Linked DNA regions of Mus musculus: regions 1, 3, 4, 5 and 6 are each linked to region 2. The links are chromatin contacts, called in public Hi-C, HiChIP or PLAC-seq and promoter capture Hi-C maps. All regions are on one chromosome and are shown on one strand. Each heading gives the region's core, a stretch centred on a gene start, on an enhancer-like site or on the middle of the called end of the contact. The rest is flanking DNA. Distances are from core to core; before and after follow the strand shown. Region 1 has its middle 28 kb from the start of Akap6. Region 2 holds the start of Dtd2 (D-tyrosyl-tRNA deacylase 2). Region 3 holds the start of G2e3 (G2/M-phase specific E3 ubiquitin ligase). Region 4 overlaps Akap6 (A kinase (PRKA) anchor protein 6). Region 5 overlaps Scfd1 (Sec1 family domain containing 1). Region 6 overlaps Akap6 (A kinase (PRKA) anchor protein 6).

Region 1 (4,549 bases), core at 596-3,095, 670 kb before region 2:
CATTAGGCTGAAATTGAAGAAAGTTACTTTAATTTGTGATTAGTCTTGCTAAGTGAGAGATCATTTTTTGTCCTTGAGATTAATAGCACACGACCATGAACAGTCTCTGAGGGCTTTCCTATAAATATTTCACAGTGTTGCTACTTAGGGGTTAGGAGAACTCACCTTAGAGAGTTATTGACGCCATGAGCTAGTTTTCTCCCTAAATGGAGATCTAACCGCGTAGAATATTAATATTTCTCCTGTATTTTCTATCACTGCAATGAGCTAAGAGTGCAGAAAGTACCTCTGAACTTTATCTTAAAGTGGATTATTTTAATATGATATTAAGAAGGAACTGTTTTAAGAATTCCCAGGTCTCAGTGACTGCGCACATTAAATGTATTTCTTACCCAGATCAAAGGTCAGTGAATATCACCCAAAAGACTTCTCACAAAATTATTCAGTCCCCAGGTGTCTCCATCTGTGTCTGTGACCTCATCGGAGACTCTGAATCTTCTGTTCAGACACAGAGGACAGTAAGCTTGTCCAGAGACTATTTCTACAGGCCTGGCCTAGGGGCAGGAGTCAGCTCCGCTCACATGCCACTCACCAGTGCAGTCACCAGGCGGCACCGAGGAAGATGTGTGCAATGGGGGACTTCAGAGGCTATAAAAAGTGAGGCCCACTGTGTGCCTGTGAAGGCAAGCACACAGGTACTCGTGTACCAGGCAGCTCTGCTGTGTGCAGAAAGGTCCTTGACTTGAAAAAGGCAAGTCTTATGGCAAAATTTATCACCATGGAATACAGAATCTTCCCTGTTTGAATAAGCTACACACACACACACACACACACACACACACATACACACACACACACTTCTATAATAACAAAAAACAAAACTGACTTTGTAATAATATAGAAAATATTGAAGTTGAGCAACACAAAAAGGTATGCAAAATGTTATTAAATAATAAAAGTAAAAATGTACTAGACGGGAAAGAAAGTTGGATGATTCAGCTTCAATACAGAGAAAAGCGTCTTCCAGTGCCCACCTTGGTTTTCCCACTCCCATCTTTCAATGTCAGTATAATCACTGAGTAAAAAGTAGGGGAAGAGAATCAGGGCCATTGATGGCCACTCGTATAGTCGGCAGAAAACAGCCATGTTCCAACTCTGATGTAACATGAGCTGAGGGAGCCTAGTTCTGGTGTTGGGAGCCAAGAGGGACCTCTCCAGAAGGATTTCTTGTCTTCTGTGGGTGGTTCGATCTCCCACCACTGACTCTGCTGTCATAGAGCTGCCACCACACCAGAACTCAACCCAGCGTTCCTCCTGTGATTAACCGCCCTGAATTGTTCTGCTCTGCCACCTTTACATGAATAATGTCTTTGTCCTGTCTCCGATTTGGGGAATCTCCTGGAGCAACTTCTGTGGGATGTAGGGGTGAGGGGTAGGTGATGGGAGCTTCAGGTTTACAGGAAGAGCAGCAAACAATTCTCTTTCATAATCCAAACACCCAGGAGTACAGAATGGATGCCAGAAAGAACATGTTTCTCACCCAAATAAAGCCATTGGCTATGGTGATAGCTAAGATCTCAGGTCTGGGATTGTCCCTAATAAGGACCCAGGGTGTGAGTGCCTCCCTCCTGATACAGCCCACCCTGGAGCAGAAAGCCGTTTCCTATTGATTGCTCAAAGAACAATGGCTGGGGGACGGGGACGGGAGGGGGCAGGGAGGGTGCAAGGAGGGGGCGGGCCAGCTTGGAAGCAATCAACTGGCAGGGCGGTCAGGCTCAGAGCCTGCTGTTCTCCAAGGGCTGATCAGAAGGACACATGAGAAGGCAGCAGCTGCGACTGAAAAGGCCTTTCTAACTGCTGCTTAGCTAATGCACTGGAAAGATCCAGAGGGAGTGGGAAGGATGAGTCCCCAGAGGCATGTGTGTGACGGCCTCTCCAGCCACACATTTCCCATATTTAATTAGGCTTGATGGTTTGGTTAGGATACCATTCTTTAGATAAAATATAACCAGTGTGACTTCAGCAGCCCTCCCCAGAGCTCAGAGTCAACGTTCCCCCTTGCTCATGCTGTCTGATAAATCTTGATGGAGTCAAGACATTTTATGGAAACAAGTATTTAAGTATTTTTATTGTAAAAGGGATATATTATAGTTATTGAAAATCAAAACACTTAAAATACAACAGATAAAGAAAATGGGTCCCATACACACACACACATACACACACACACATACATACACACATACATCTCTCTTGACAGTTGTTTTAACTCACTTTTAGACATTCAAAAATATTTACATGGACTATTTGTACATATATGTAGATATTTAAGATAAAATTATTATATACTCTTTTGCTACTTGTTTTGTTCTAGTTATTGTTGTTACTTGATGTACTGGCTAATTTTGTGTCAACTTGACACAGCTGAAGTTATCACAGAGAAAGGAGCTTCAGTTGAGGAAATGCCTCCATGAGATCCAACTGTAAGGCATCTTCTCAATTAGTGATCAAGGGAGAAAGGCATTTAAAATACAACAAATAAAGAAAATGTGTCCCATACACACACACACACACACACACATACACACACACACACACACACACACACACATACACACACACATACACACACACATACACACACACATCTCTCTTGACAGTTGTTTTAACTCTCTTTTAGACATTCAAAAATATTTACATGGACTATTTGTACATATATGTAGATATTTAAGATAAAATTATTATATACTCTTTTGCTACTTGTTTTGTTCTAGTTATTGTTGTTACTTGATAAATATACTTTACTCTAACAGCTAAAGAGAACAGTTTGTTCTAAGTGTGTGCTTATTTAACCAATCTTGTATTTACTAATATCATTATATATTTCTCAAACTATTTTAGCAAAATACAGCTCCTGGTAGAAGGATTAACTAGATCAAGGGATTATATATTAGTAGATATTTATGTTCTATTTTAATGGGCATTTCTAAATTATACTTTATGTGTTTATTAATTATAAATATGCTCCCAAAATAAATCAAGGTCAAGTTACTTGAATTATCTGATATGACCATTAAATAGAGCCATCAGAAAAATTCTTGCCTATACAAGTTTCAAAATTCAGACATGTGGTTAAGGAAACTGGAATCTAAGCAAGAGTCAACTGACATAAAGAGAGATCAGAGACAGCAAAACGCTGAATAAATTTAGCCTGTCCTTGATAGATTTGGGTTAGTAAGCTTTACATTACTGTAACAAAATACCTGAGGCAAATCAAATTTTTTAAAAATTCTTTTTTTTTTTCCGAGTTTTGCAGGTCCTCAGTCTCTGGTTACTTGGCCCGCTTGCTTTGAGGCCTGCACAAGGCAATGCAGCAAGTGAAAATGCACAGCAGAGAAACACTGCTCAGATCATGGCACCCGGGAATCAAAGAGAAAAAGAAAGTGGCTGGCACCTAACAACCATCACAGTTGTGTCCCCAGTGACCTATCTTCTCCCATTAGACTTACCTATACATATTCATGTGATGTGTATCCATACACGTATGCACATGGAGAAATTTGTTACAAGGATTGACCTTGGAGTCACCCTAGGATGCATATACATATTTCTCTGACAACCCCCTGACTGATATAACAAGCGTAGACTTAAAGGATACCAATTCTTTTCTTCCCTTTAATATCTCATATACCAATGCCTTTTAAACATGGAGAAGCAGATGGAGACAAAAATTAACCAAGGGGCGGTGGAGGTGTCTCAGTTGGTAAAGTGTCTGTTGTACAACATGTATACCTGAGTTTGGATCCCCAGAACACATAGAAAAAGCCAGGCATGGTGAAATATACTTGTAATTCTAGTGTTGGGGAGACAGCCAGGAGGATCCCTAGAGCTCAGCTAGCCTTGCCAACTAGTGAGCTTCAGGTTCAGTTAAAGACCCTGTCTCCAAATATAAGTTGCAGGGCAACAGAGGAAGACGCTCGATACCAACCTCTGCTACCCACATGCATGTACACACATGTGCACACACACACATGAACACATAAAAATAAACATCCCTCCCCTTAGCTTATGACATCATAACCAGTGCCCCACAGTGTGGGGTATCAGAAGATAAAAATATATCCACAAGATAATTTATACAATTTATGTAACATGACTCTGTTATCAGAGGTCCATTGGCCTCAAGAGAGACTGTGCCTACCTTAGCCCTAGAAGACAGATCCCCTTTCATGATTTTATAATTGTAATTATACATATTTATGAGGTGTCATGTAGCACTTCAATACCTGTATACAATACCATGAGATCAGGGAAGTTGGCATGCCAATAACCTTAAACGTTTATTATCGTTGAGAGCACAATTCTCTCGAGTAACTACTTTGAAATATTCTGTTATTTTCAACGGTAGTTGTCTTACTGTGCAAAAGCAGATTAGAAGTTACTCAATCCTGTCTCCATTCATCTCTCCCCACACCTTCCCCCTCGGGCTCTGGTAAGCATATTCTAATCTCTACTTCTTTGAGATCTACTTTTAAGCTTTCACCCATAA
Region 2 (4,513 bases), core at 1,416-3,915:
TCCCCAGGGGTAGTGAGGTCAGGGGTCTTAGAAGAGAATCTACTACATAGCATAACTGTGCTAGCGCAACATAATTTCTAATCCCATTCTAAATTGTATCCTTATATCCATGGGTAAATGTAACTATCACCACTCATCATGGAAGAGTCTCTTAACAGCCAATGAGAATTGTCACAGAGAACCACAACTGGACACAATTTGGAGATCAAAGGATTGTGGGAAGCCCGGCCCCATCTACATCACTTCACATTTATATCATAGATGCTCTTGCATCTATCACTCAAGGAACATCTCAGAAGAGGAAGCAGAAAAATTGGAAGAGTTAGAATACCAGGATGTCTGCTTACAAAACAATCTCTCATAGAAGCTGTTGCATAAAAGAAGCCTGAACAAAGGCAATAGGACATCTCAATAGAGTCTACCCCTAGACAAAGAACTGCAGGCAGCTAATGACTGTACAAAAAGAAAATTAACCTCTCCTATGAATGTCACCCAATACAAAGAGATCAGCTCTGAGACCATATACACACAAACAGCAAAAACACACTCAACAGGTTATATTCGTATATTTTTACATGCTTAATGTAACTATAATAATCGAAGAAAAAAGTTTATTATTGCAAGTGAGGAAAAATAAAAGAAGTTGGGGGAAGAGACTTGGGAGGGGTTGGGGAAGGAAAGTGATATAACTACATTTGAATTAAAATGTGTATAAATGAAAAGTTAAAATAATTTTTAAAAGTAATTGGTTGCCCCCCAAAAAATGCATTCACATAGCTTATAAACACCCTTCCACAACTATGGAATGATTTGTAGCATTTCTGATATAGGAGTCAGCACTGCTTTGAGTGGATGTGGTGGTTTGGGTATGCTCGGCCCAGGGAGTAGCACCATTAGGAGGTGTGACCTTGTTGGAGTAGGTGTGTCACTGTGGGTGTGGGCTTAAGATCCTCATCCCAGCTGCCTGGGAGTTAGTCTTCCACTAGCAGCCTTCAGATGAAGATGTAGAACTCTCAGCTCTGCCTGCACCATGCCTGCCTAGATGCTGCCATACTCCCATCTTGATGATACTGGACCAAACCTCTGAACCTGTAAGCCAGCCCCAATCAAATGTTGTCCTTTATAATACTTGCCTTGGTCACAGTGTCTGTTCATAACAGTAAAACCCTAAGACTGTGGGCAAGATATATTTTGAAAGATTTCTAACTTTTAATTCAGTGTTTCTAAGCTTTGCTAAAGCTGCAACCCAGTTCCTCAGGTTGTCATAACCCCCAACCATAAAATGACCTTTTTTTGGGGGGGGGAGGGGGTTGAGACAGGGTTTCTCTGTATATCCCTGGCTGTCCTGGAACTCACTCTGTAGACCAGACTGGTCTCGAACTCAGAAATCCGCCTGCCTCTGCCTCTGGAGTGCTGGGATCAAAGGTGTGTGCCACCACTGCCCAGCTATAAAATGATTTTCATTGCTACTTTATCACTGTAATTTTGCTACTGTTATAAATAAAATGTAAATCTCTGTGTTTCCCAATAGTCTTTGTAAGACACCGAAGCTGGGCCGCCACTCAAGTCCCGGGATGAGCTGGCCAGCACCCCAGTGACCCGAGAGAAAACCACACCTGATGCAAACTGCAAGAGGTTTTATTATCAGTTAGCTGAGGACAAAGTCCCTCTGCCATGCAGGGCAGGGGAGTTTGACCCTGAGCAGTGACAGTAGGGGGCTTTTAACAGCTAGCTGAGGAATTGGGAGGAGTTGGGAGGAGAGTTGGGAGGAGTTGAGAAGAGTTGGGAGGAGTTGAGAAGAGTTGGGAGGAGTTGGAAGGAGTTGGGAGGAGAGTTCTTCTCTTCCAGGTGTCCTTGGTGAAATTTACAAGGCAGGAGTGAGGAGTGAGTTCTTTCTGAATTTTTATCTCCCGTGTCCTCGGCACAGGAAGGCAGGCATCTCTGGTTGTAAAGTATAGAAACAAAAAGGCTTTTTGCTGGCTATAGTGAACAAAGAGCTTCTTTCTGGCTGTATTTTTAGAGATCAGGGAAAACAAGCTTGGGGAACGTCCCAGGGGCTTTACCTTCCAGGGAGAAATGCTCTAAATCGGGGTCCCACATCTTAGGTGCTCCCTTCTATAGTTGCATCTGTCCCCCACCCACAGGTTAAGTTCCCTCTCTGCCTGCTTTGAGATCAATTGATCTCATTCTAGTTATGTCTTTATAATAAATATAGAATGGATTTAACTCTGACTTACATTCTTTCCAATACCTGGAAACCTAAGCTTTCTGAAATGAAAAATATTTCTTCAAAAGCTATGAAGCAGGTAGCAGAGCAGGATGGGGTGGGGTGGGGCTGTGGGCGGGCACACATGTAATTCCTGCAATTGGGAGAAGGAGTTCAGTTCAAGGTCAGCCTCAGCTATGTGGTTATTGCGACCAACCCCGACTCTATGAGACCCTACCTCCAAAAACAAAACTAAAAACGAGGCATTCGAGGATGAGATTAGGTTAAAGAAGGAGGGAGAGAAGGAGAGACAGAGATCTCTAAACAAAAACCCTCCAAGAGACTGAAGCTTCAAAGCTCCAAAGCTGGTCAATTCCACATCCGGGACTCCGGAGAGCCAGGCGGAGGCCCCGCCCACTTAGGTGGGGCCACGAGCAGTGGGAGGCGCCTACCCGAGCATGCGCAGTGCGGACCCGCGCCATGGCGGACGGTGGTCGTGTGGCCCAGGCTCGTGCGCTCCTGCAGCAGTGCCTGCACGCTCGCCTGCAAGTGCGCCCGGCCGATGGAGACGCCGCGGCGCAGTGGGTGGAGGTAACGCCCGGCCCTATCCGCGGAACCGTGCCGGTCTTCCTGTCATCTTTCGTGAGATGAAGAGCTTGTCCCTTTCCGTCTGCCCACTTTAGTGGGCTGCCTAGCTGTCTCTTTGGACTTGGCGTCTGGTGGTGGCCTGTGCCCCACTGGTTCGCTCTGCAGCTCTCAGCCTGCGGATGATCTTTCTGCCTTAGTATATTAAGTGTTGAGGTAACAGCGTGAGCCATCTCGCTTCTCAGAATTTTCAGGGAATCTCACCGCCAGTAGATCCTTAGATTCCATTATCCCGCAATGCGGGGCTGCTCACCACCACCTGTAACTCCAGCTCGGTCGGATCTGATGGCCTCCTCTAGGCGGGACAGACACCTGCCGTTGTACACAGACACACAAGTGCACATAGTTAAACAAAAATCTTTTCCCAGGTAATTCAAGTATGAGTGCAGAGCTAGCTATATTTACACAGAAAACCATTAGAACCAGAAAGATATAGCTGAACGTAATGTCGCTAACAGTTAAATTGAGTCTCAAACATGTATAAAGCTTTGGAAGTTAAAGCATGAAATATAACTGTGTGTCTGCCTTCCCATTTATTTTTATGTAGCATTTGATAAACACCTGGGTTGTATTTACTGTGAGCTCAGCGCTGTTTTAAGCAGTTTGCAGTTATTAATTCATTTAATCTTTGTGGTGGCTTCTGAATCAAGTGAGCCAAGGAAATTAACATACAATCGATTCCCTCAGTGGTAGCAACGAAGTCATTTATCACTTGTTTATTTTCTTGTAGACTGTCTTACAGGAACTAGTAAACAAATATTCAAGTCATTATGTAAAATGAGAAGGTGTATATTCCTGATAACAACCAACCTTTTCCTACAGAACTTATCATAAATGTAATTTTCAAAGCCCAATCATTGGGTTTTCTTCAGGCATTGACCACGGTAACAGAAAAAGCAACTGAACAGTTCCTGGAATTTGTAAAAATAAGACAAGACCCCATGTAGAAATACCACTCTGTTTAAATGACTTAGGGGAAAATACAAAGTAACATCAGAGGACACTACTAACACTGTTGCTTATTCAACAGCCCCATGTGGGAAAAGGAGGATCATTTGATGTTGAATAAATCAGCCTGTAACTTTCTGTGGGCCTGGCAGAATTTGGGGGAGGCTGTCTGAAAACTGCTGGCTCAGTAGAAATAAATGCAGGCATGGTTTGTAATCTTCACCCCTTTTGACTGTAAATAAGCATGGTGCTTAAGACTTGGCAAGGATTATTTTGTTTCTCATAATTTATTTAGAATTCAAGACTCTCCTTATTTCCTTAGCTTTTAACCCAAGTGCTTGTAGACACTGTGGAGCGCTTCCCACTGAGCTGTGTCTCTGTAGACTCCTTCCTAACCTGAGATTCCTGTGGTCATTTCTCACAGATTCGGAGAGGATTGGTGATCTATGTGTGTTTCTTCAAGGGAGCTGACACAGACCTTCTCCCCAAAATGGGTATGTGTTTTCTCCCCTCTCCCAGCGAGCGGGGCATGAGAGTGGGATGCTGAAACTCATTATGATGTGGAACAAGTAAAGGAGCAAAGAAAGAACTGCTCATGAGCAACGGAACCAAAATATCCAAAACCACACTGCGTTGGTCTCGGTGGGATTTTGTTTTGTTTTTAAGGGCTTGGGGTTGACCTTGTACATGTTAAGCAAGTGCTCTACACTGACC
Region 3 (4,475 bases), core at 1,740-4,239, 660 kb after region 2:
AGAGAGTATTTCTTAAAACATTTAAGTACTAGATTGTGAGATGCCCTATGGTGCACCACAAAGTCCTACACAACATAACTGCCTGGACTCTTACATTTCTGAATAAATATTAAGCCAATACCCATTAAACATCTTCTCCTTTGACCCTTTCTTTGGCTATGTTAGGACTGTGTTTGTCCAGAACTGCAACTCCTGTGAAAAACAAAGCACTCTATTTAATTTGAAAACCTGTTCACTGGCATCCTGTGAGCAATTCGGCTCCCATGTTAGTACCCTGTACAACACTACTTTATGACTTTCTATTGTGCCTGGAGAACTTGCCATACTGTCCTGCTCAGCAGTGCTCAAACCACTTATAATTTATATACTGCCATGTCATAAACGTGCGCTACCTCCTCTTATTCTCTGGTCATGTCTAGAAGCTTACTGCCAGATGACAAGAACTTCCAAGACGTTTCTTGAAGAAGTCTGTTCAGTATGGAATGCAGTACTTTAGACATGAGCTTTATGATATAAGCACAAGCTGCCATCTAAGACTTCTGGTGACAGAGTCTGATGTAACTTCAGAGAGGCCCTGAGGTGGTCCCTAATTCTTGATCCAGACATACTACCATAACTTTTGTTTTATTTTAAACCGAGTTCCAGAGGTGATTTAGAGTGTTAATAGATGGATAATATAACAGTAAGCTGAATTCCCTCCCACTCCGCCTAATGGCTACCCAGCAAAGAAAGGATGGTAATTAAACTCCAGAAGTGACAATCTATCCAATAAATACTATAGAAAAAACTGACTTTTTGTTTGGGAGGAAAAAATAAACACCGACTTCCATACAGAAAAACTACACCAAAAACATTAACGCTCTAAGAGAAAAACTAGTTTTGATCCTGACAAAGGAAGAATTTTCCAAGTTAAGAAAATGGAAAGATGTGCAATGAAAAAACATTTGCTGAATGTATCTGACAAAGGATTTACATTTGGGATGCATAAAGAAAGAACATAACTCAGAGCTGGGCATGGTAGCGCACACACTTAATCCCAGCACTTGGGAGGCTACAGAGTGCTCGTATACATTAAATAAATAATAATTATAATTAAAAAAAAAAGACATTGTGCCGGGTGGTGGTGGCGCACGCCTTTAATCCCAGCACTCGGGAGGCAGAGGCAGGCGGATTTCTGAGTTCGAGGCCAGCCTGGTCTACAGCGTGAGTTCCAGGACAGCCAGGGCTACACAGTGAAACCCTGTCTCGAAAAACTGAAAAGAAAAAAAGAAAAAAGGGGGAAAAAAAAGGAAATGCATGCTATAGTTACATCATGGTTAGTAGCTATATTTTTGGCATCTTGTTCTCATACATGTAATAGTTCCTAGAATTCCCACAATAATCACACAAGGAAGTCTTTATCCCCATTACCTAAGAGACTTTAATCAGAGAGGCTAAACAGCTTCCCTAGTCAAGGTCACACAGCTATGAGGTCCTAGGGATGGGAATTCTAAGCAAGAAGTCTGGTTCTAGTTGTATGTCTTTAACTAATATATTACCAGGTTGTTCTAGGAAGTCCATGTTTTGAAACCTCTGGTAGACTAGTCTAACTTTTCAGTTAAAAGGCATTATCCAAGTCCATCCTCTAGAAAGTTAAAATCTCTGATGTTTGAGTACAGGCCATCAGCTTGGGAGCCCTTATAGGAAGGAGTATGCATACAATGAAGTGTGACATTTACTGATGTGGGTAAACAACAACAAAACACAACCAACCAAACAAACAAACAAAAGGCACATTAGGATACAGAAAATCTACAACAGGTTACTTGCTGGTACCATTTAGGAAGCTAGCAGATCTGACTGCACTGTTTGAGAAAGGCCAGCCAATAGCTTTGTGGCAGACTCATTGAAAACACTTTCAATGATCTTCCTTTTTAATTTTTTTCCTACTTGAATATCGAAAACAGCATTCATTAGCAGGCATGAAAGAGGATGAAGAAATGGTCTTACTTCGGATGTTACTAAGTACCACTTTAAAATGTTTAAGCATTTTTAACGACACCGTCACCCAGTTGGTAAAACCTTAAAAGGATGTTACCTTTTTTCTACAAAACACACAAGCAACCTGTCAGTTTTTAATAAGGCAAAGTATATAACTTGTTTCAAAAGAAAGTTTATGTTTACCGTGTACATCTCAGCTATTCAAAAAAGTGTGGCTTTTTGTCGGGGTTTGTGAGAGTCCAGTTCATCATAAAAGATGAACAACAAAAACAACAAAAAAACAAACAAGCAAAAACGCCCGAAGAAAACTCAATTCCTGAGGCACTGAGTCCCTCTAAAATAACTCGATAATAACAATCACCAAATGAATGAAGAGGGTGAAAAGCGGGGACGGGACGGAACGGGTGGGGGTTGGGGGTGACACTAGACCCTATCCCCATTGTTAGCAAACTTAACATCTGTGAGCCACCGCTGCTACTGTAGCCAGTTTAAATGAGCAATAGGGCTCGGATTTTTGCGGTACACAAGAAGTGTCAAGGTGTGAAAGAAAAATACCCCGGTTTTAAACACAAAGGATACTCGGATTTCAGCTTAAATCCCCTCGAGGCATTTCAAGGCTGTCATTTCTCTGCGGTGAGGGACCGGTCTCAAGAGCAACTGGGAGCCACAACGGGCACCCCTCCGTGAAGCCCTCCCCCCTTCCCTCTTTAATTAATAAAGAGCAGCTCGGGGCTCGACAGCGGCAGGGCGCGGACGTCCAGCGCGTGGAGAAGCCCCCTACCGCTCACACCTACCCGGCCGCCCGTGACACCTCCGTCTGTCCCCGGGCACGTCTTCACCAGGCGCGGGGCACAAGTCCCAGGCTCGCCGCGTTACCGCTCACGTCGACCGCAGCGCTGCCGTACGCCCAACCCGCTCAGCCCCATCCAACGGCTCGCACAATTCAAATTCGTCGTCCACTTCCGTTTGCGACCCGGAACCCACGGCTGCTCGGCCCCTCCCCGGGGAAGTGGACGCAGGGAGGCTGCGTCTGCGCCTTGGCTTTCGGGGTGGGGGTGGGAATGAAGTTCGGGCGTGCGCGCAGGGGTGGCTGCGCGGACCCGGCCAGGAAAACAACTCCCGGTCCTGCACGTCCGCGGAGGCGTGCGGAGCGCACCAGTCACCCCCCAACAGGCCACACGCTGGGAGGAGGCTTGCCCATGCTAATGAGAAGGCGCGCGAAGGCGAATTCTCCCGGCCCTCTCCCGCAAGGAATTCTTTTGCATCACACTTCCCTATTGTCCTAAAAGTTCCTCGCTTGGCTCTGGGAGGTCGGTTTTCTTCAGCGAGGGCCAGAATGAAAATTTTAATCCCAGAGATGTCTGGAGTTTCTGAAAGGATTACATTTGAGGGGGTTTAAGAGACTTCCACAAGCATTTAGATCTTTTAGGCAGATATCTGAAAGATCAGAACTGTAAGCATTAGAGCTAGGATTAATAGCGGGTCAACTAACACCTGATAGAACGGATTCGCACTTGATTTATCCTAGCGGCGCTTCCTCAGCGCCTTTCAAAACACAACTTGAAAGATTTGCTGGATTTCTAGAATCTAGATACCTAACACGAAGGTAGATTGTAATTTTTAACCGATGTAACGTTTTTTAACAGTGGGAAATGATGTTTAACAATAAAGTATGACTCCTCAGCTATTGGATTTTGTATGCTGATACTGAAAGCGTTCAAAGATAAGATTTTGAAATACTAAGAAGCCAACTTTAGAAGGACTATGTAATGCCCTTCTCTTGAAGTATGTATGTGTGTGCCTGTGGCAATACAAAGTTTCAGGATGGGAGAGCAAACTGTACTAATTAATCAAATCTGGCAGTGTGATTGGTAAATAGGGAGGGCAAAAGGGGGAGGAATTTTTTTTAACGTTATAAACAGCTGAATATTCAGATTAAGACTATTTGATACTGCCAAATTTGTGTTAGGAATGGAATATATTCTAAATACAGAAACAGGCAGGGTAAATGAATGTGTGAATGTATCTTAGTTGGCTAGGTTGTTTACATTCGTTCAACAGTAATTGAAGGTCTGGAGACAAGGACCAGCAGCAAAGAGCAGTGGCTGCGTTTCCATTGGTCCTGGATTCAATTACAGCACCCACATGATGGTTCACAACCTGGAACTTGAGTTTCAGGGAATCCGGTCTCCTCAGGTACTGAGCACACAAGATGTGCATACACGCAGGCAAAATACCCGAACACATAAAATAAAATAAAAACAAAAATTAAGAATGATGTAGTCGCAGGGCAGTGGTGGCACATGCCTTTAATCCCAGCGCTTGGGAGGCAGAGGCAGGCGGATTTCTGAGTTCGAGGCCAGCCTGGTCTACAGAGTGAGTTCCAGTACAGCCAGGGCTATACAGAGAAACCGTGTCTCGAAAAAGCAAAACAAACAGGAAAAGAGAATGATATAGCCACATATTTTGCCCTTCTTTTGTTTTACTACTTAATT
Region 4 (4,227 bases), core at 764-3,263, 810 kb before region 2:
TGGTCAACCACACATCAGTGGAAGGCCCCACATGCATGAGTATATGAGCAGCACAAATTAGACCAAAGTTATTTAAAAAAAAAAAGACACAAGCTGGGGTGGGGGGAGGAGTGAGGACAGATCTATCTGGAGGGAGGTAAAGGGAAGAGTAGGAAATGAAAATATCAAATATGTTATGTGTATATGTGAAATTCTTACAGAACAAATAGAAAGTAATTTTAAAGTTGAACATTCCAATGAAAAGAGGGACCATGAAGAAGTCTAGCAGTTACAGCCTCCCTGGAAGGGATTCTGAGGCCATTTCAGACAGAGCCTGGAGGTCCTGGACATCTGGCTGGTTTTACAGGCTACTCCTAATCTCCTGCATAACTTAAGGCTGCCTAGTCATTTGATTTCCTATTTTTAAAGGGAACTAAAATTCGAGGTGAACTAAAAACAGAGCGTCTTCCTAAGGAAGGTGACATGGCGTGGCTGCCATTTGTAAGGAGCAGATGCGATTTGTCGTTTGGCCCCAGAGTCAGCATGGACAGTTCTAGGATTCCTGCTGCCGTTTCAAGTGACTGGTAAGCAGCATTGTGAGGTCCGACTTCCACGTGCCTCGCTAGCCTTCATTAAGTATTCGTTTCAAGAATAGACTAAGTAAATGTCAGTTACCCAACACCAGCATGACTTTCACGTTCAAGACAGTAAAATCATCTCCTGACTGTACCCTTCAAAATGGGGGTGGGGTGGTGGGAGGGGGACCCTAAAGGAGACCCCGACTAGACAGTAAGAAGTCGGGGTATTGGGTTCCACCACCTGCTAGGAATGAGCCCCACTAGTTCATTTCATGTCTCTGGAGTCTTGTGTTGTGTATAGAAAGAACAGAATAGTTGGATGGTCTGTCATCTCATTCTCTCCATTCTAACACCAAAACCAAAGTCACCTCACTTCTCTCAGTGTCCTTGGAGAGTTCTGCCTTCCTATTAGCAAATGCCTATGCCTACAATCACAATGATTCTGGAGCCACAGGCTCTACCCCATAAGGAAATCTCCTGGGCCGCAATCTTACCCCGATCTCCACAACTATTCTTTCTTTTGTGTTAAACTAGATAACAACATATTCGTGGTTCCCACCCCTGTCCTTACAACTATCATACAAATTAATATAAATACCATACATGGCCTTGATGTTTTATTTTTAAAGTATTAGTATGTTTATATTACTTGTATCTCGTGATTACCCAGTAAGGGACAGGGTAAGTATTCTAATGGCTCTAGTTTAAATGGCAAAGTTCAGTGACTCACAGCAGGCCAAAGGAATTACAGTCATTTGATACAGTTGCTAAAGGGTAGCTTGGAAATATGAACCAAAATTGGACAATGTAGACCAATTCCAATTTTCAACATTTAGATAAGTATACGAAGGCAAATATGCAAAAAAAAGAGTCAAATTGTTTTCAAAACAGGGAAAATAGAAGCAATCTATATATTTATCCGTAGATAAGTGAATTAAGGACCATCCAAGCAGTAGAACACAATGGAGCACTTATAGTAAGAGCAAAGGACCCTGTATGATACAGTAGAACTATGGAGAGAAGGTAAGTTAGCCTGCTCTACAGTGTGGCTCCTCCCCTGGGCAGAAGCCGTTCTCTGGGCTTTCCAGTCCAGTCCGACACGCTCTACCCTTACTGTGTTTGAGCATGTAACTGAGTTTTTGTTAGTTTAAGTTCATTTTAATTAATTTAAATTTAAATAATCGCATGTGACCAGACGCTACCCTACTGGACAGGATGGTGAGATAGACATAGATATTTCACGTGTTACTTTATAAACAGAAAAGTATGTAAAAATCAACACAAACACCACGAACAACAAAAAGCAATCGGGACCACATCTAGAGGACAGCCAGGAGATACAGAAGAGATTTAGTCAACAGAAACTTCTCCAGAGACGCTGCTGTGCGGGGAGCAGGGTGTGGTGTATGCATGTGGTTTCCATACCGTGCATGACTGTGCTCCTTGGAAAGTTTCCTAGATACCAGTCCACACGCCCACAAATAAACAAGAGCATGCCAAGAAAGCAGCGTCCTCTGTTGCAGCTCCCCAGGAGATGAAGAAGAGAGGAGGATCATGGGAGGGAGCAGAAAGTAGAAGCTGGAACCCTGACAGCAGGGTCCTTTTTCCTGAGAGGGTAATAAATTATTCAGCTCCCAGAATGGATTTGTGGGAAGTAGGAAGCTTGTGTTTTCTACTTACCAGCTTTGAGTATATCAAAATGGAGAACTCAACAACACACCGTATTTTCTCATGTAGCAGCCAGCCTAAAAGAGAGTCTTGAGAATCGTGCAAACCAGCTAACAGTTAACGTAATTTTTGACCTACACAAAGCATGGGGTGGGGGCTGGGTTGTCTGTTGCAGTGTTTCCCAAGTCTGATCTGTTTGCAGATAGGAAGCCTTTCTCCGTCAAATGAGGTTTTCATTGCCAGATTGTTAGACAGCTGAGAAAAAAGATAATAATCAAGCTCTCTCTTTTTTTTCATTTGTGGTTTTCTCAGCTTGGGTTATTAGAAATGAAACATAGTAATACTTCATTAGAGATTCCGGAATCAGAGAAGCTTCCTGGTGCTGGGCACATCGCTCAGTTAATTCAGCGCTTGTCTGGCATGAACAAGGCTCCAAATTCAAACCTCAGTATCTAGGGAAAAAGTAAGAAAGGGGGCAGGATGGTATAGAGGGGTGAGGGAAGGAAGGAAAAGAAAGAGGCAAGAGGAAAAGGAAGGGAAAAATAAGCTGGAGAGATGGCTCAGTCAGTATAACATTTGCCTTGGAAGCGGGAGGTCTTGAGTTCGATCCCCAGAGCCTACAGAAAATCACGGGTGTGGCGGGTGTGGCAGTACATGCTAGTGATCCCAGAATTGAGGAGGCTGTACTGACTGAAGCCAATGGAAAGACCTGTCTGAAGGTGTGCAGCAACTGAGTAAGGACACCTGAGATTAGCCTCCCACAAGCCCATGCAGGCGTGTGCACACACGCATGCCTTCACACCCTCCCCAAACACATCACAAGGAGCTTTATCAGCCCAGTTGACTACATTGGTCCAAGTTTATCATTCCATTTTGAGTGTGTGTGTGTGTGTGTGTGTGTGTGTGTGTGTGTGTGTATGCTCATGTGCATGCGAAGTTACATGAGCACAACCAGGGACGGATATCTGGTGCTCTGCTCTGTGATGTTCTGCCTTATTCCCTCGAGGCGGGGTCTCCCAATGGACCTGGAGCTAGGCTGGGCCAGCAAGCCCTAATGACACCCGACAGCCATATAGACTCTGAGGTGACAGGTGTTCATGTGTGAGCATAGTTAGCTTTTTACACGGTTCTGGCAATCTGAACTTAGTCCTCAATACTTGTATAGCTAAGCTCTCTTACCTGCTGTGCGATCTCCCTACCTTAAACTATATCATTCCTACTAAAATAAAACAAACCAAGACAAGAAAGCTATAAAGGAATTTCTCAATGTCACTTTTTAGCGGGAAACCAAAAACTTTCATGGAGAGTTAAGGAAAGAGGAAACATTTGGTACCGATGTACTTTGTTATATGGAAATGAGGTTTTAGGTGCTAACATTAAAAACTGCACTATCATTAATGCTGAGGAAGACTTAGAGACAACCAGTACTGCGTACAGGGATCTCGGTGTGAACACACGCTGATGTAGGAACACAGTGTTCTGTGGGGTTTGTTTTTATCTTGACAGGAAATCAGGTTTATTTTTATCATATTCTATTGACCACAATTTCGAACAATAAATAGCCTGCTTCTTTTAAGCATGGCTAAGGATAATTTTGTTGTGTTTTAGTATCTATCAGTAAATTATATAGGAGTCTAACTATGATTGGTAGTGTATATACTTGCCACTAATCTAGCACATGTATCCATGTATTCACTTATTAACTAAAGTCACAGGAGTGGCAGCAGTGTTTTGGTTGGGAAACTGTCACAGTTATATTTACTAAGATTTATGTGATCTTTGAGAAATTTCAGAGTTTTACACAATGGTCCTTCTTGGTTTTAACAACAGCCTTCCAAGTAAGATATTTACAACTAAAGATATTAAGACTCACAGAAGTTATCGTACTGTTTGGTGTCTAATTCCTAGTAAGTAATAGAGACCAGACCATAAGAACCAGGCCTGCATCAGCATACGCAAGCAGTTCCACTCAGCCTTGCTCTTGGTCACCCTGACACTCGGG
Region 5 (4,259 bases), core at 1,548-4,047, 570 kb after region 2:
CCACCTTCCAAGTGCTGGGAACAGAGGCATTTGTCTCTATGCTAGGTTTATGTGGTAGTGAGACCCACCCAGGCCTTGAACACCAGCTAAGCTACATGCCCAGTCCAGGCTCCAGTATTTCAAAGCATCTGAAGTGAGATGCATACAGCCATTCACCATTACCTGTCAGGTCTAAGTTACTGTACTTTGCTAACTTCCTCAGTGTCTCCAAATCACCCTGGAATCCTATCTACAAACAGGAGAGGACTGGGAAAGCAGACAGCTCCCTTACATAGCAGGTGGATGAAGAAATACTTTCAAAACAGAAAAAAAGTCTCTTCTAGTTAATAAAAACCCCATCTGTAGTAATGTGCTTTTAATTATAAACTCAAGAGTATTGATAAATGAACTTCTGCAGCTCAAAGAAACATCTGATTAAGACTCATTCAAATTTAGCTATCCTTGTTTTTATTATGAAGACTGTGGAAGGAATGGCTGCAACTAGTTCTGGGCAGGAGGAATAGAGGAGCAGGACTTGATTTCAGTTCTGTTGCATGAAGCAGCCATGTCTCTTGGTCACCTTCTTTCCCTTGTTAAATGAGCTGCAATGGTTTTCATTCTATAGTTCTGGGAGTCTGTGAAGAGCATACAGTCCCGACTCTAATTAACACAGTATAATAGTAAAAGAGTTATGTAACCCCAGCAAGTTAACTGACTCACCCTGTTCCACTCTCCTTATCTATAAAATGAGAGTAACAGTAGTACTTTTCTTGGATGGTTTAACCGAGGATTAAATTATTTATGAGGTAACAATTTGCTGAGTGGTTTCTGGCACATAAGTACACAATTAATGTACCTGCTGTTATAGTTATTGGTTGATAACAAAACATCAAGACAAAGACAGACAGAAATCAGTAACAAAGCACCCTGCATGTCCTTAACCTGCTGTATATGTCCTCTATATTTTCACATTCATGTATGCCCACCTTTATCATGCTCAGGCTACCTTTCAGATTATACTGCCCAGAATGAGGTATTTTCTAAGACAACTAGTCATATGTGCACAGGGTTTCTCAGTATAGCCCTGGCTGTCCTGGAACTCACTCTGTAGACCAGGCTGGCCTTGAGCTCAGAAATCTGCCTGCCTCTGCATCCCAAGTGCTGGGACTAAAGGCGTGCGCCACTGTCCTGCTTTATACATATTCTTCAATTTGAGAATCTTTTAAAGTTTATCATACCATATAATTTTCCAGTAACTTTCATAACAGCAGCTGGACATTTTCTGGTGTTTTAGTTTCCACATGTGTGAATTTAAAAATTGTTTTTGCTAATTTCCATAAGCCATGTTTTAACAATTACTGAAGGAGTCACACTGGTTTAAATATTATTTTCATTTTTTTCAGGTCTGAAATCCTCAGCTCTACTGCCACGTCTACAGGCTTCAGATGGACCTAAAGTAAGAGTTTCGATGGGCGGATACATGATATAACCAGCTCCTTGGCTGCCAGTGATGAACCATGGTGACGGCTTTCTAAGTCACTGCTGGGAGCAGCCAATGGATAGACAGCTTGACCAACTATTTGCCAATAACTTTGTTATTTACTTGTTTGGCCCAAGGGGATTTAGTGCCATCTGAAATAGTCACAAGTTTTACTATGTACTTTTCTCCTAATTTAATTTCCTTAAATTGGTCTGTTTCTCTCACATTATTGATGGTCAACATTTCTTTTTATTTATAGAAATGTGTTCTTCAGGATGTATTAACATTAAACATGTAAGATTTAGTATAAATTTAATTCAGATGACTACTAATCAGAATGCTTGAATCACAATTCTGTGCTGCTGTCTACAAGATGCCACTGAGAACATGGACTCTTTGCTACTCTCACACATTGTGTTCAACAACACTGAGTCAGCCTGGATTTATCACCTTTGTATCCATTGGTCTGGTACAACCAAGAATTTATATACTGTAGATGCTACTTACAGGGTTTGACTTCATCTCCATGAGATTGTCTAAAATCCGAGTAACAGGTAGATTCTGTGGAAGACATTAGTGTTGTTAAATACTAGAATAACAACTTGCTCACTCTATATATGTGAATACGTTTCAATCAAACAAATGCTAAGTTTATGTGCACAGTTAGCATGTCAGAGGTAAAACCTTAGTACCCAGCTTCTCACTGAAGATACCATTCTGTGTAAAAGCTATTCTAATCCTTTGACCTCCATACACACCCTGAGGCACTCCCATGCCAATACTCAAACACGGACACAATAATAAATACAGCAAAATTCAAAGCATTTCCAGGGCAAGGAAACACTACAGAGATGAGACTTTCTGTTCCCTTCTGGCTTTCCACCCAGGCCCCACTCACCTTCTGAATCTGAGTGCACAGCTAGAGCTGTGCAGTACAGAAAGAGTATGGAGAAATATACGTCATAAACCAGGAAAGAACAAAGTGTTTGACTCTGAGAATGAGTAGAAATGTAGGCATTTAAACTGTTTATGATGAATCTTTGTGTACCGTAAGAGACGTTCAGGACGGGTATAATTAAATCTTGTTCTGTATTTGATAGCCATACTACAAATGATGACACGTTTGCCAACAAGTATGTGATAAGCAGAGGAAACTGTCTTCCTAGCAAAATTGTTCAAGGTCTCGCAATTCTTTCTTATATTTTCCATGGTCTCTATAACCTGATAAAAAGAATCAACTACCTCTGCCTCATCCTTCAGTCAATGTTTACAGATGGTTTTAAGACTAAGGGAAGCCTCCAGCTGTACAGAATGAGGAAGGAAACACATCTTTGAAGATAGAAGGCACGGTGCTTATAAAAACAATGGATATGTGTCACCAACTGACACTCCACTAAGGTGTTCTTTGTGTAAATGAAAGCTTGGGTCAATAATTTAAAAAAGAAGTAAGGAGTTTTGGCTTATCACTGTAATCCTAGCACTCTGTAAGCTAAGGCAGGAGGACTACCATGAGTTAGTGGCCAGCCTGGGCTACAGAGTGAGTGCCATCTAAATAACCAAAGGGGGAAAATTAATTATACACTAAATCTCTTCATAGAAGGTAAGTAAACTCTGTTGTAGTTTCCTCTCTGTTGCTGGGATAAATACTCTGACCAAAAAGAACCAGGGGAAGAGAGTTTCTTTGGCTTACACTTCCAGGTCATAGCTCATCTAGAGAAGGCAGAACCCATGGAGGAATGCTGTTTGCTGGCTTGCTCACAGGTTCACCCTCAGCTATCGCATAGGCCACACATGGACAGTTCTACCCACAGTGGGTCTGGCCCTCCCACATGAATAAAGAATCAAGATAATTAATTTCTCACCAATATGGCCACAGATCAATCTCTCAACTGAGAGTTGACAGCCTCTCAACTGAGACTCCCTAAGGCTCTGGGTTGTGTTAAATAACGGCTGAACTAAGCCAGGACAAACTTTTACTGAATGAAGAATTTGAATGGCTGGGTGTGGTGGTGCACACTTTTAACCCAGCACTGAGGGGACAGAGGCAGGCAGATCTCTGTGAGTTTCAGGCCAGCCTGGTCTCCATGGTGATTTCCAGGGCAACCAGGGAGACTTGATCACAGAAAAGGAAAATTTGGACTGCAGCCATGTGGACCACAGCAAGTAGAATGCATCAGTCTCCCTGCAGAGAACTACTGTCACAGTTTATAAAACTCGCCCAGGGAAGGACAGACAAAATTAGATGAAAACAGTCTAAGCACAATTCTCTCTATACTTAGACACAGGTTTTTAGAAATAAAATGGAAAACACCGTATATTTATATTTTGCTTTGTTCTCGAGGCAGGATTTCACGATGTAGCCCTAGCTGGCCTGGTACTTGCTATGGATGGAAGGTTTTTGGGTGGCCTGGAAATAGAAATCCACTTGTCTCTGGCTCCCAGTGCTAGGATTAAAGGCCTAGAAGGCCTAGGCTAGGCATGCTTGGCAGAAAACACTACATAGATTTAAGATGCAGAGTCCCATAGACAATAAATCATAAATTATGATTCATCATTTTAAAAATCTGTTTCTAAACGGAGAGAAATTTACCAGAAGGAAAAATAAAAACTATATATTAGGAACTATTTCCTAAGACTAGTTTTATGAGTTTAGTCACTGTAAGGTTTAGAAAAAAACCCAAGTTAACCTCTCTAATGATGTAATTCTTAGCACAAAAACCAAAATATGCACAATATTAAAACCTAGATACTAATATTGCATAACCGCAGCAGAGAAGGTTTTCCCCGGAGGTGGCTGGCT
Region 6 (4,326 bases), core at 901-3,400, 870 kb before region 2:
TTAGAAGCTTCTTAATCTCACACATACAAGAGCTTTATAAATTTGAAGAACATGAGTTCCCAAAAAAAGTAATAACAAAGAATTGAACTAAGTATAAAGAGCTATAGAACCAAGAAGACAAATACCATATTATCAGCCCATGGTTTCTTTTCCTGACATCCTACTACATTTTGAAGACTTATCAGAGTTTGGCCTTAGCATCTCTTCATTTCTTTCTATCCCCTACTAGATTTAAATCTCCTCACAATGAAATGATGGGTTTTCAAAGGTAGTGGGTAATTTATGTGTATGAGTGTTTTGCCTGTGTGGATGTCTGCACACTACATGCTTAGCTGGTACCCACTGGGGCCAGAAGAGGGGTCCAGGCACTGGGGTTCCAGGTAGTCGTCAGCTCCCATGAGAGGGTTGGAAATTTAACCTCCCTCTGGAAGAGCACTCAGTGCTCTTAATTGCTGAGCAAGCCGTCTTTCTGCCCTCCACCCTATAGAAATGCGGGTTTGATCATATTCCTAGTACCTGAACATAGTATTAAACAACTGTGTTTTAAATGATTGAGGAAGAGACACGAAATCAGGAAGTGCTAACATCCATGGATGACATCTATACAAACTTATGTCAAAAGCCTGCTTCATACAACAAGCGTTTAGCTTTTACTCACTCCGCCGAGATCCTAGATAAAGACCTGCTTACTTCCCTACACAAACCTCACCCTCTCATCTCTAAACTGAAATTTTAGTTTCCATCTTTGAATGGAAACACCTGACAAAGCATGACTTGCTGCCAAAGGCCACTCACCTCTGTTGTTTCTTCAGAGAATGCTTGCAGAATGTCAGTCTGCCTGGTGTAGTTGCCATTGGCGTCCTGCAGACCTTGTAGGATGCGCTCCCGGAGGACCAGCACGGATACGCGGAGCTGGTGCCAGAGCAGCTGCACTGCGTGGATGTCTACGATGACATTGACCGAGTAGGACAGCAGCTTCAGGGAGAACTCCGTCTCAAGGAGGGCATGGATCTGCTCCACGTGGTCGGAAATATCCTCGCAAATATCCTGCAGCGAAGGAAAGCAAGTGTGTGAGAACACATGTCGGGGCACCTTAGCTTTATGCTGGGGAGGAAGGGTTACGAAAGGTCACTCGCCAAGCACAAGGGCAGCCACAGCACGTTTTAGACATCTGGCCTCGTTTGTTCTATTACAGCGTTGCAGCCATAGTCCTGAATACTGGCCCGTTTACACACACAAAAATGTTCCTCTTCCTTGAGGTATTCTAACTAAAGGCTCAGCTGAGGGGTCCATTCTGACTCTTGTTTTTCATTCGTTTGGGTTCTAGAGAAGGACCGGCTGCTCTATCTGACAGCGGTAAGCTATACTGAGCACACATTTCAGCATAGACACATTAGTCTAGGACTGAGAAAGGCTAGAATGTATTTCACAGGAATCCCCGGCCATTCTAAATGAGCTATGGAACTGTCAGAGTAAGGGGCAATGGTCACTCTCCAATCGACACTATTTAATACTCAAAATCACAGTGAGAATCTAAATTTCCAACCCTCGATGTCAAGCAGAATTACTTCTGAGATGCAAAGGCGAAAAAAGAACCAAAAATCTTTAAAAAAAAAAAAAAAAGAAAATCACTAACTCAAAATGTCAGTCACCCTCACACATTAGGAGCGCAGATTCTATATCTGATGTGACAGTTGATTCACAAGTTCTCGGTGTCCGTGGCTGTCAGGACAGACACATGAAGCCCATGAATGATCGTTTAAGAAGTTGTTAATCAAAATAGTAGATATGTGTCATACAAGTGTTCTGTCCGTCAGGCTTTGTTCTATCACTGATTATTAAAATTGGGGAGCCTAATTAAGGGAAAGCTTTCAGAGAAACATTTGAGTTCTGAGCACTGCTATCAGTGTCATAGCTTTCTACGCCACGAAGATAACCTTCTGATTTCATGTATGTGTTGAATTCCAGTTGAATTTTTCAAAAGAACTTAAGCCACGGTACACTGACAGATGTGTCTGGTTCATGTTTTCCCCACTCCATACCAAACATACCCCCATCTTAAGTCATGCTCACGTCCATGCTGACGCACCTCAGACTCCCTTTATTTTGTAACATCTAGGCCTCCAGCCTATTCCTTTGACGCGTCTCTCTGCCACGGCTCTGTTCTCAACCCTGTCATCACGCCATCTGTGCAACATCAGTAGGTCTCTCAGGCCACCGCCTCCTCTTTTTCCAGATTTTTTTATTCCCATTTCAGATATTCTTCCACACCCCCAAGCTCTGGCCCCTCCTCCACTTCTCTCCTAGCCCAGCATCTGTGGCTAACATTCCAGCCCCTCTCTTGACAGTGTTCCCAAACTCTCATACTCCTGGTTTTTATATATTAGCCTCTCTCTGTCTCCTTGAGCCTACAGATGCAGAACACTTCAAATATCTAGAAGAGAAAATGACTTTGTTACCAGTCTAGACAATACAATTATTGTCTTATCAATGTCCCACCATTGTCATCTCAAGTACTGTTGATTATCTATGTAAAGTTAAATGGGTGCCAATGAACACTTGCCTACTGTCCCGTTATCACCTGCTGAGGGGATCTCTAATCCAGACAAGCAACCGTGTTGACATACTGTACTGGCTGATTTAGTGTGTCAACTTGACACAGCTAGAGTTATCACAGAGAAAAGAGCCTTCCTTGAGGAAATACCTCCATGAGATCCAGCTGTAAGGCATTTTCTCAATTAGTCATCAAAGGTAGGAAGGCCCATGGTGGGTGGTGCCATCCCTGGGCTGGTAGTCCTGACTTCTATAAGAAAGCAAGCTGAGCAAGCCAGGGGAAGCAATCCAGTAAGTAACATCTTCCCTGGCCTCTGCTTCAGGTTCCTGCCCTGTGTGAGTTCCAGTCCTGACTTCCTTTGGTGATGAGCAGCAATGTGGAAGTGGAAGCTGAATAAACCCTTTTCTCCCCAACTTGCTTCTTGGTCATGATGTTTTGTGCAGGAATACAAATCCTGACTAAGACACATGCCAAAGGATTTTGGTTTCATTACAATACCATTATAATCATTGAAAGAACACCCATCATGCTGATATCCCGCTCTATTACTCCAAAACTATGTAAAATAGCACTTTTAGACTGTGCTTTGCCCTAGGTGACTCCAATGTGCAATCAACATTTGGCTCTGTTCTGAGTGAAAACGCAGGATGACTCTGCACCTTGTGCACATGAACACCATGCCGCCCATCCAGCGTGTCCCACAAAGCACAGGCCAACTCCTAAAAGCAAGAAGATACCAACTATAAACTTTAGCAATGTATACTGGGATCATAACAGTACGTAGGTGTATTAAAATCATATCAAACAAAACAGACTAACGAAGATTACACCACCTTTCTCTGTAGCCCCTACAGAGGAGCTCCTAACACTGCTGTGGCTTTGGTCTCCACTGACCTGTTTTCTGACTCCTCACTGTGAGCACGAAAGGGCCGACAGCCTCCTGAGCACCCAGGGCTTCAGTTTAGCTCCTTCCCTACTGCTGATGACCAACTCAAAGGGCCACCATCAGCCCATCTGTTTTTTTGGTTTCATGGCAGCACCTCTGTGGGATGCATGTACTTCATCTTGTCTTGTCTGGCAGCCTGTACCACACCTTGACTTGATCCAGAGGCCTGGCTTAACGCTGCAATGCTGGCTTGCCTTTGTGGTTGCCCCACATCTGCCTGCACAGTGACTCTTTTCATGACTCCTCCTACTTTCTTCCTCTGCCTTCCTCCTCCGGAGGACTTGAACTCTGTTGCAGCTTCTGCAAGCTCTTTGTAGGCATTTTGCAACTACACTTGGGTTTATACTATGTCACATAAACCATGTGATCTAAAAGTGAGTATCTGTAATTAAGATTGTGACAAAAGAGCCTATGCTTGCCAATGGCCAGCTATCCAAAAAAACGAGGACTACTTGGCAAATTTCAGCCAATGAAATGGTGTAGCCAATTTGCTATTACTGAGTGAATTCTGACAGAGACACACAGACATGTCTGTCTATAGTTTCTGATACAGTGCACCAATAATGCACCAGTCCTGTGACAGATCTGACCAAGTCCAAATTAGGTAAGAAAAGAAGAGGGCATCCTGGCTTCCGCAACCCTCCTCCCTTCATGAGAGCACTAATGTCAGCACACGTATCACACTTCGTAACTCATAACTCACTTTTAGAAAAGTCCAAACCCCACTCTTGCTCCAGAATAAGAAGTTTTTAAACTTCTAGCTCCCCTTTTAATGTGCTGGCCAGAGAACAGTCTCCTGACTTTCCCACAGTGTTTGGTTATTTGC

What was found. Promoter capture Hi-C pulls out the DNA fragments that hold promoters and counts their contacts. A called contact is a pair of places that touch in the nucleus more often than the background predicts. HiChIP or PLAC-seq counts read pairs in DNA pulled down with a chosen protein or histone mark. Capture Hi-C pulls out chosen DNA fragments and counts their contacts.
Region 1: an H3K4me3 HiChIP or PLAC-seq map of embryonic basal ganglia shows a contact between it and region 2, with 3 times the contacts expected there. The contact joins the enhancer-like site here to the promoter of Dtd2 in region 2. A contact is called at or near these places in 10 of 39 promoter capture datasets (the C10 cell line, cranial neural crest, embryonic stem cells and 6 more), 1 of 15 datasets of contacts at CTCF or cohesin (the NIH/3T3 cell line), 13 of 115 datasets of contacts at active chromatin or transcription factors (bone marrow-derived macrophages, craniofacial prominence, embryonic basal ganglia and 9 more) and 1 of 9 other capture datasets (pancreatic islet).
Region 3: a promoter capture Hi-C map of liver shows a contact between it and region 2, with 2.9 times the contacts expected there. The contact joins the promoter of G2e3 here to the promoter of Dtd2 in region 2. A contact is called at or near these places in 2 of 39 promoter capture datasets (the C10 cell line and pre-B cells), 3 of 115 datasets of contacts at active chromatin or transcription factors (the 230-238 cell line, large pre-B cells and memory CD8 T cells) and 2 of 9 other capture datasets (adipose tissue and liver).
Region 4: a Hi-C map of uterus shows a contact between it and region 2, with 2.4 times the contacts expected there. The contact joins the enhancer-like site here to the promoter of Dtd2 in region 2. A contact is called at or near these places in 11 of 39 promoter capture datasets (the 3T3-L1 cell line, the C10 cell line, the HPC-7 cell line and 6 more), 30 of 484 Hi-C or Micro-C datasets (the 3T3-L1 cell line, the AML12 cell line, CD8 T cells and 24 more), 19 of 115 datasets of contacts at active chromatin or transcription factors (the 230-238 cell line, the NIH/3T3 cell line, bone marrow-derived macrophages and 12 more) and 1 of 9 other capture datasets (adipose tissue).
Region 5: a contact with region 2 is called in a promoter capture Hi-C map of the HPC-7 cell line, with 3 times the contacts expected there. The contact joins the enhancer-like site here to the promoter of Dtd2 in region 2. A contact is called at or near these places in 2 of 39 promoter capture datasets (the C10 cell line and the HPC-7 cell line), 3 of 484 Hi-C or Micro-C datasets (the C10 cell line, cortical neurons and pre-B cells), 2 of 115 datasets of contacts at active chromatin or transcription factors (the 230-238 cell line and large pre-B cells) and 1 of 9 other capture datasets (adipose tissue).
Region 6: a contact with region 2 is called in an H3K27ac HiChIP or PLAC-seq map of heart atrium, with 9 times the contacts expected there. The contact joins the enhancer-like site here to the promoter of Dtd2 in region 2. A contact is called at or near these places in 9 of 39 promoter capture datasets (3T3-L1-derived adipocytes, cranial neural crest, embryonic stem cells and 4 more), 1 of 15 datasets of contacts at CTCF or cohesin (the NIH/3T3 cell line), 2 of 484 Hi-C or Micro-C datasets (bone marrow-derived macrophages and embryonic stem cells), 16 of 115 datasets of contacts at active chromatin or transcription factors (the NIH/3T3 cell line, the SCID.adh cell line, acute myeloid leukemia and 10 more) and 1 of 9 other capture datasets (adipose tissue).

The regions. Positions count from the first base shown.
Region 1 is chr12:52,668,882-52,673,430 of GRCm38.p6, reverse strand. No RefSeq gene overlaps it. Among named protein-coding and RNA genes, the nearest start is that of Akap6, 28 kb to the left of the region's middle. Within about 2 kb of position 1,845, at least 53 of the 459 cell types and tissues checked have an H3K27ac peak or open chromatin away from gene starts, as enhancers often do. A contact at or near this core is called in embryonic basal ganglia and neural tube, where this site is marked.
Region 2 is chr12:52,004,659-52,009,171 of GRCm38.p6, reverse strand. It overlaps Dtd2 (D-tyrosyl-tRNA deacylase 2), which reads left to right and starts at 2,665. Exons shown (of 3, transcript NM_029545.3): 1 at 2,665-2,797; 2 at 4,224-4,293. The coding sequence starts at 2,687.
Region 3 is chr12:51,346,744-51,351,218 of GRCm38.p6, reverse strand. G2e3 (G2/M-phase specific E3 ubiquitin ligase) reads right to left here and starts at 2,989. Exons shown (of 15, transcript NM_001015099.2): 1 at 2,775-2,989.
Region 4 is chr12:52,816,602-52,820,828 of GRCm38.p6, reverse strand. All of the region lies in intron 2 of Akap6 (A kinase (PRKA) anchor protein 6), which reads right to left. It overlaps Gm51971 (a long non-coding RNA gene), which reads right to left. Exons shown (of 2, transcript XR_003950181.1): 1 at 2,238-4,227. Among named protein-coding and RNA genes, the nearest start is that of Gm51971, 20 kb to the right of the region's middle. Within about 2 kb of position 2,013, at least 106 of the 459 cell types and tissues checked have an H3K27ac peak or open chromatin away from gene starts, as enhancers often do. A contact at or near this core is called in the NIH/3T3 cell line, adipose tissue, beige adipocytes and 7 more, where this site is marked.
Region 5 is chr12:51,437,044-51,441,302 of GRCm38.p6, reverse strand. It overlaps Scfd1 (Sec1 family domain containing 1), which reads right to left. Exons shown (of 25, transcript NM_029825.3): 20 at 1,967-2,020. Among named protein-coding and RNA genes, the nearest start is that of Gm40422, 28 kb to the right of the region's middle. Within about 2 kb of position 2,797, at least 6 of the 459 cell types and tissues checked have an H3K27ac peak or open chromatin away from gene starts, as enhancers often do. A contact at or near this core is called in the HPC-7 cell line, where this site is marked.
Region 6 is chr12:52,877,360-52,881,685 of GRCm38.p6, reverse strand. It overlaps Akap6 (A kinase (PRKA) anchor protein 6), which reads right to left. Exons shown (of 14, transcript NM_198111.2): 3 at 796-1,047. Among named protein-coding and RNA genes, the nearest start is that of Gm51971, 81 kb to the right of the region's middle. Within about 2 kb of position 2,150, at least 14 of the 459 cell types and tissues checked have an H3K27ac peak or open chromatin away from gene starts, as enhancers often do. A contact at or near this core is called in heart atrium, where this site is marked.